Linked DNA regions of Capra hircus: region 1 is linked to region 2. Evidence: chromatin contacts called from public Hi-C data. All regions are on one chromosome and are shown on one strand. Each heading gives the region's core, a stretch centred on a gene start, on an enhancer-like site or on the middle of the called end of the contact. The rest is flanking DNA. Distances are from core to core; before and after follow the strand shown. Region 1 overlaps MMADHC (methylmalonic aciduria and homocystinuria, cblD type). Region 2 overlaps KIF5C (kinesin heavy chain).

Evidence for each region. A called contact is a pair of places that touch in the nucleus more often than the background predicts.
Region 1: a Hi-C map of blood shows a contact between it and region 2, with 6 times the contacts expected there. The contact joins two enhancer-like sites. A contact is called at or near these places in 3 of 5 Hi-C or Micro-C datasets (blood and liver).

Annotation. Positions count from the first base shown.
Region 1 is chr2:89,705,405-89,708,797 of ARS1.2, forward strand. MMADHC (methylmalonic aciduria and homocystinuria, cblD type) reads right to left here. Exons shown (of 7, transcript NM_001285614.1): 6 at 306-392. Among named protein-coding and RNA genes, the nearest start is that of MMADHC, 14 kb to the right of the region's middle. Within about 2 kb of position 1,622, at least 1 of the 5 cell types and tissues checked has an H3K27ac peak or open chromatin away from gene starts, as enhancers often do.
Region 2 is chr2:89,029,451-89,032,761 of ARS1.2, forward strand. KIF5C (kinesin heavy chain) reads left to right here. Exons shown (of 26, transcript XM_018062660.1): 23 at 1-8; 24 at 1,884-2,100; 25 at 3,201-3,311. The coding sequence ends at 3,307. Among named protein-coding and RNA genes, the nearest start is that of LYPD6B, 29 kb to the right of the region's middle. Within about 2 kb of position 1,546, at least 3 of the 5 cell types and tissues checked have an H3K27ac peak or open chromatin away from gene starts, as enhancers often do.

The DNA.
Region 1 (3,393 bases), core at 372-2,871, 680 kb after region 2:
TTAACTAACAGTAAGCACACTAATTCAATTTAATTTGAATAACGTCTATCAGTAAGGATGGAAAAAATAAAATTTGAAATTATTTTTAATAAAAAAGATTTAAAGCAATGGAGAACTTTAACCAGGAGTGAGGTCCAGAGGTCCCTCAAAGTTGTGAATTCAAATGATTCTTATACTTCTGCGCTTAAAACTGTAGGGTTTTCAAGAAGTCCTAAATGATTTATATTTACCTAGGCTATAATTATAAAAAAATAATTCCTACTTCAACTTATAATCTAGCTTTCAAAATGTATTTAATTACTCACTGCCAAACCAGATGATGGGTCAATAAAGTCAGCCCAATAGCCTTCAGCTCGGAGGGCATAGCAAATTTCCTTAGCACCGCTGATGAACTGCACAGAAAAAGACACAAATATATTATGCTCAAGATAGCATCACTACAGATTGTTTTATTTTTCAATAAAATTTTAAAAATAAATATCTTTTGCCTCAGATAGAGAACACAAGATTAATAAAAAATTAAAACTAATGATAAATTAGGGGTTATAGTCTTAAGATTATTTTCACCAGTCCAAATGATTAATGGTTAATATAAAACTTTCATTTTTTTAAAGTCTAAATTGTACATTTTTTTCTTCTAAATTATTTGTTTTAGGAACTATTTCTAATCACTTTTGTGCTATTAACTCCCAAATTTGTCAAGGATTATAAACTATAGTTGCTATTTTGTATCACTATAGAAATTTCAAAATAAGAAAGGGAAAACAAAATATTCATAATGAAAAGATCTGAACCATTCATTTGAATGGAAGTTGTTTAAAAACAGGTACTTATTTGTATGTCCTTCAAAAATACACCTATCCAGTCACATAGTCATGAAATATTTCTGACAAGGCACATGAAAATAAGATAAAAGGATAGATTGGGTATAGGGCTGGACAGCATACTTACTTTTCACTATACGCTCCTCTATTTTTCTATGTAGTGTATAAATAATACAGACCATGTACATGCATTACCTATTCAAAATCCTGTGATGTTAACTCCTATGATGCAAAGACTAGCTTTACCAGAACTCTAAGCAGTGAAAAAGACAACAAATATTAGAACCAGATTAGAATGTTAAAAAAAAAGGACAGACTGTAAGTGTTTAAAATCAAGGGCACAATTCCACTTTCAGTCATAATAGAGTAACAGTTATCAAACTTGCCACCTGCTGAAAACCACAAAAACGACTGAAATACATGACGCAACTGTTTTGAGACACTGAACAATAGGCAGACACAAAATTGTAGTCTTCAAGAGAAGGGAAACAAATAAGGTGATCCCCATATATGCTTTAGCCTTCTGTCTGAGGACACTGTCCTGTTTCAGGACAAAGAAGTGGAGCCCAAGCAAAGTGACAGTGTCACTGAGCTGAGGCAGTAGAAAGCAACAGGTCTGGACAGCTGTAGCATCTGGACTTTGTGGGGTAGAGTGCTGGAAAAGAGCGTGACGCACAATAGGGTTTCAAAGCAGTCTGTAGAACAGTCTTTCCTGGTTCAGTAGCCTCATGCTGAGCTGTGCAGACACAGGGTGAGATTTCTTGAGGTCGAGCAGAGTGCCAACTGCAAGGCTGCAGCTGAATAGTGTTATCAGGGGTCATGCAGCGCTGGGTAACATGAATTTCAGGCCCACCCTGAGTGATGAGAACTCACTGAGCATCTCTGGCATTCAGCTGGTTCAAAGTCCAAGCTAAAGTTAGGCACATGGGCCATACTCTAAATAAGGGATGAGGAAGTGATAGTCAGAGAGCCGTCAAACTGAGCTGCCGCCTGTGTGTATAAATACAGTTTTGGTGAAATGTAGCCATGCCTATTCATTTATATATTGTCTATGGTTTCTTAGGGATTCCCTGGTGGCTCAGATGGTAAAGCGTCTGCCCGCAATGCGGGAGACCCAGGTTTGATCCCTGGGTCAGGAAGATCCCCTGGAGAAGGAAATGGCAACCCACTCCAGTACTCTTGCCTAGAAAATTCCATGGATGGAGGAGCCTGGTGGGCTATAGTCCATGGGGTCGCAAAGAGCTGGACACGACTGAGTGACTTCACTTCACTTTATATGGTTTCTTTAACAATACAAGGGTAAAACTGAGTAGTTGAGAGCCTATGACCTACAAAACCTAAAAAGCTACCATCTGGCTCCTTAGAAAAAGTTTATTGATCCCTCCTATAGATATACAACCTAAACTAACCTATGTTCTCTAAATACAGGCATATCTCATTTTTTGGACTTCACTGTACTTCACAGATAATGTGTTGTTTTACAAGTTGAAGGCCTGTGGCAACCCTGTGTCCAGCAAGTCTATTGATGACATTTTTCCAGTAATATTTGCTCACTTCATGTCTCTGTGTCACATTTTTGTAATTCTCTCAGTATTCCAAGCTTTTTCATCTATTATTATATTTATGATGATCTGTAGTCACTGACCTTTACTGATGTTTTACTACTATGACTCACTGAAGGCTAAGATGACGGTTAGCATTTTTTAGCAACAAAGTATTTTAAAATTATGGTATGCATTTTTTAAGACAATGCTATTACACATTTAATAGACTATAGTATAACATAAACATAACTTTTATAAGCACTGGAAACCAAGATATCCATGTAACTCACTTTATTGCCATATCAGCTTTACTGTGATGGAGCCGAATCAGCAATATCTCCAAGGTATGCCTAAACTTTTTTGTAAACTAATGAAAAAATTTACAAATACTGCATTCTTTAGGTTATCTATGTAATATTTGCACTTACTGCTATATTTCATTAATCCTTGCAATTCTTAAAAAGCAGGAAAACTGAATATGGTCTAGAAAAGTCATTAAAATTATGTATCAATTTAGTAAGACATACACAAAAACTACAAGGTGAACAAAACAATGTATTTAAATGTTTGCAAAGATTAAGAATGCCAAATGATCACAGAAAGAACCAGTTTAAATGTTTATCTTGTTCTGCTCATCAACAGGAAACACTGACATCTGCTGGAAAAAACTAGGATAGATTTAAACCACAAAAGATAAAATATCTACAAGTGTGATCCTAAAATAATCACTAACATATCTAAAATAGAAAGAGATGTTTTCTTTTCCATAAAAAATAAAACAGCTTTAGTCACTATAAAATTAAAAATCACATGAAAAAGTATAGTGCCATTTCAAAAACCTGAAAATTTGTTATAGAAAACTGAGTTATATTTATACTGGAGTCAGTATCAAATGAGGCTCAGAATCTTAGATGAATCAGAAAGTAGGACTTACAATGCAATGTACATGTGAGAACAAACTCTCCAGCATCTAAATGATAGTGATGATAAACTACTCCTGGTCTTAATATATAAACAGTATATGT
Region 2 (3,311 bases), core at 296-2,795:
ACAAACAGGTAGGAGGGTTGTGCCAGCTTGCCCCTGCTTCTCCTTCTCTCCTGGAAGGGAGACTCACTGCATTTGGCTCCACTGAGGGAGGAGCTCTGATACGGAGGGTAAAAGGACTACAGCGTCACCAGGGAACATCAGCGTCAGAAGGGACCTTGAACTCTTAGTCTTCAGTGGCTCCCTTTGTATATAAAATACTGTCTTTGAAGGAAGCCAAATAAAAAGAATAGAGTGTGAGCTCTCTGGGGATTGGAGAGCAGGGTGTTCAGTCGTGTCTTTTCATTCTGCCTCCCTTTCCAGCCTCTGCGCCCAGCTGGCCTCGGTGTGTCCCATGATGCTTTTGAGGACACTCTGTGGACCCAAAGACTCCACAGTACACAAAGCAGAGGACACTGAGTTGGTTCAGGCTTCCTGTTTCTAGAGACGAGAAACAGACTAGGAGGGGAAGCCACGGGCTTCATCCCACAAGTGGGAGAACTGGGGCCGGCACCAGACCCCGTTCTGCTTGCTCTGTTTCTTGGGCATCCTCTCAGGTCCCCGCGACACCCTGGAGTTTGTTTAGAGCGACAGAGAGCAATAACCATGTCCAAACCCACTGATGACTCAGGCAGGTTGTTTGTCTCCTTTCTGCTTATTTTTTAAAATTTGCTTTTAATTGGAAGATAATTGCTTCACAGTATCGTGCTGGTTTCTGTCGTACATCAGCATGAATGAGCCATAGGCGTACACATGTCCCCTTCCTCTTGGCCCTCTGCTCTCTGTTTAAATGCGGAAATGTTCGTGATGGCTTCCCCTAAATCCTCAAGATTTGGGATCTGAAAAAAAAGGTTCAGCTTTGCAATGGACCACATGCTCTAGGGGATGTCATTTCTCTTTGACTCGTTACATGCCCTTCAACGTTACTGATGACAGCACTTTTGCCCAAAGGGAGGATGACAGATTCAACGTGGTTGAAGTCATTCAAGCAAACTGTTGAAGACAAACAGAAAAGCGGAAACTGCTGGGGACTTGAAATTGAGTCCTGAGATTCGTTAATTATTTTATTCAAGAATTCAGTGAATATTTATTAAAAACCTACTCTGTACCGGGCACTGGGGCTGGGACTGGGTGGGGAGATGGGGTAAAGAAAACAGGTGTGGACCTAGGAATAGTTCAACCCATATAGCACTCCTGATTTTCAAATATTTCCTGACCCACTTGCATTCCCACAATGGTCCTTTTATGTAGTATGTGGACTTAATAGTGGTTGAATGACTCATACCTGGTCAGATGACCAGGAAATAACAGAACTGGCTTTTGGCCCATCCTCAACCTCGGGTGAGTCTGTTCCTTCTGAATTGAGAGTCTTGGATCATAAAGAATGAGCAGTATTCCTGGGTTACTTAGACCCTGGCTACACTCCAAACCTTGTGCTGCTGTGGACAACATGTCCTCTCTGAAGGAGGCCTTCAGAGAGCTCAAGAACATGAATGCCTTTCGAGAGCATGTCCGAGCTGGCCTTGTGTTTCTTAGCTTTCACATGCCAGCGTCGGAGTTGTCAATTTTCTCCCGCAAGTTCCCCCTCGCCCCTCAAACAAAAGAAGCAAATCCCACCCAAGCCTGAATGTTTCCCACAGTTGGAAATGGCTTCTAATTCTAGCCTACTCCCCTCTCCACTTTCTCCAAACTGTGAATACTGTGTTTGGCAAATCTGAGTCTCGGGGTGTGGGGTTTTTATTCCCCTTGGGTGCTCCCAGAGTTTATGGTCTTATGCACTTTCCAGAACAGCCTGGCAGGGGGTGGCGGTTCTAACTGCTCCTCTGTGGCCTTCTCAGCCCCCCAGCGCGGGGTCTGCTGCTCCTGCCTCCCCTTCCGCTAACTCCCCAGCTCTCCCTTCCCTGCAGCTGGTCCGGGACAATGCAGACCTGCGCTGTGAGCTGCCCAAGCTGGAGAAGCGCCTGCGCGCCACGGCCGAGCGCGTGAAGGCGCTGGAGAGCGCGCTGAAGGAGGCCAAGGAGAACGCCATGCGGGACCGCAAGCGCTACCAGCAGGAGGTGGACCGCATCAAGGAGGCCGTGCGGGCCAAGAACATGGCCAGGAGAGCTCACTCGGCCCAGATCGGTACGTGCGCCTGTACCCGGGCCCTTGATATAAGGCGAGGGCTCCACGGGCCAGATGCCCTGTGCAGGCCAGCCGGGGCCTCCCAGTACCTGGCGTCCATCCTGGCAAGATGGGATCGCCAGACACGTGCTTCCTTGAGATTCCAGAGGACATGGTGATCTTCAAAATTACCGAGCTGAGCAAAGAAGCCAGCCAGCCCTGGCTGCCGGCAGAGGGGTTTGGCTGTAAACAGAGGTACACTCTCCCAGAGATACCAGAGTATAGGGCTTGCTCAGCAAAGCCTGCAGGCCCCTCGTGGTCTGCACCTGGCAGAACCATGAAGGAGCTGCATGTAGCTAGAAGCCTCAGGGAGAGTCTCTTGCAAGTACAGGTCTGGAAATACCCTGGAGAGAGCCAGGCCTGGCATCAGTGAGTGCATGGGGGGTTGGACATCTAGCCCCTTCCTTCTACCTGCAAAGACTGAGAGTGTAGCTGTTGAGTCATAGTTCCTGGGATAGAGCCATAGGAGGAAAATAGATTTAGGGATGTCTCTAGAGAGCATTTTTTTCTTCTTCTTAGATGGAAATATCTCCAATAACATGTAATATTTCTTATCAGATACTGCTCTGCAGATGTTTGGGAAACCAGCAATTCCTTGTTTCTAGTTTTAAGATCATAGATTAGTGCTTTACTGCGTTTACTGGATTTTTATACCCTTGGAAAATCTCCTGAAACCTGTGGACCTCTTCCCCTAAAAATGCATCACAGACAGAATTCTGCATCCAGTTATAGGGAGATGCTGTTGGAACTCATCGGGACCTACAGATCTGCCTCAGATAAAACTGAAAGTCTGATGTCTCTAATTTTCATTAATCAGAATTGAAGTAATTGATAAATAAGGTCTCTTTGTCCCCTGAATATTGGGTGGCTTGGGTTAGCTAAGTGTGCTAATAGAAGGGTAAACTTCCTGTCTTCAGAAAAGTCTGGTGACCGATAAGAATTGCAACGTTGATGAGAAGATTGTGCCTCTTGGTTTTTGCATGTGACCAGGAGGTATCTGGATGCAGCTGTGTAAGCCCTTTCTGAATGTCTCTTCTCTCTTTTCTGTCGGTTGGACACAGCCAAGCCTATCCGCCCTGGACACTACCCTGCATCATCTCCAACGGCGGTCCACGCCATCCGAGGGGGAGGAGGCAGCTCTTCAAACTCCACTCACCACCAGAAATAAATAT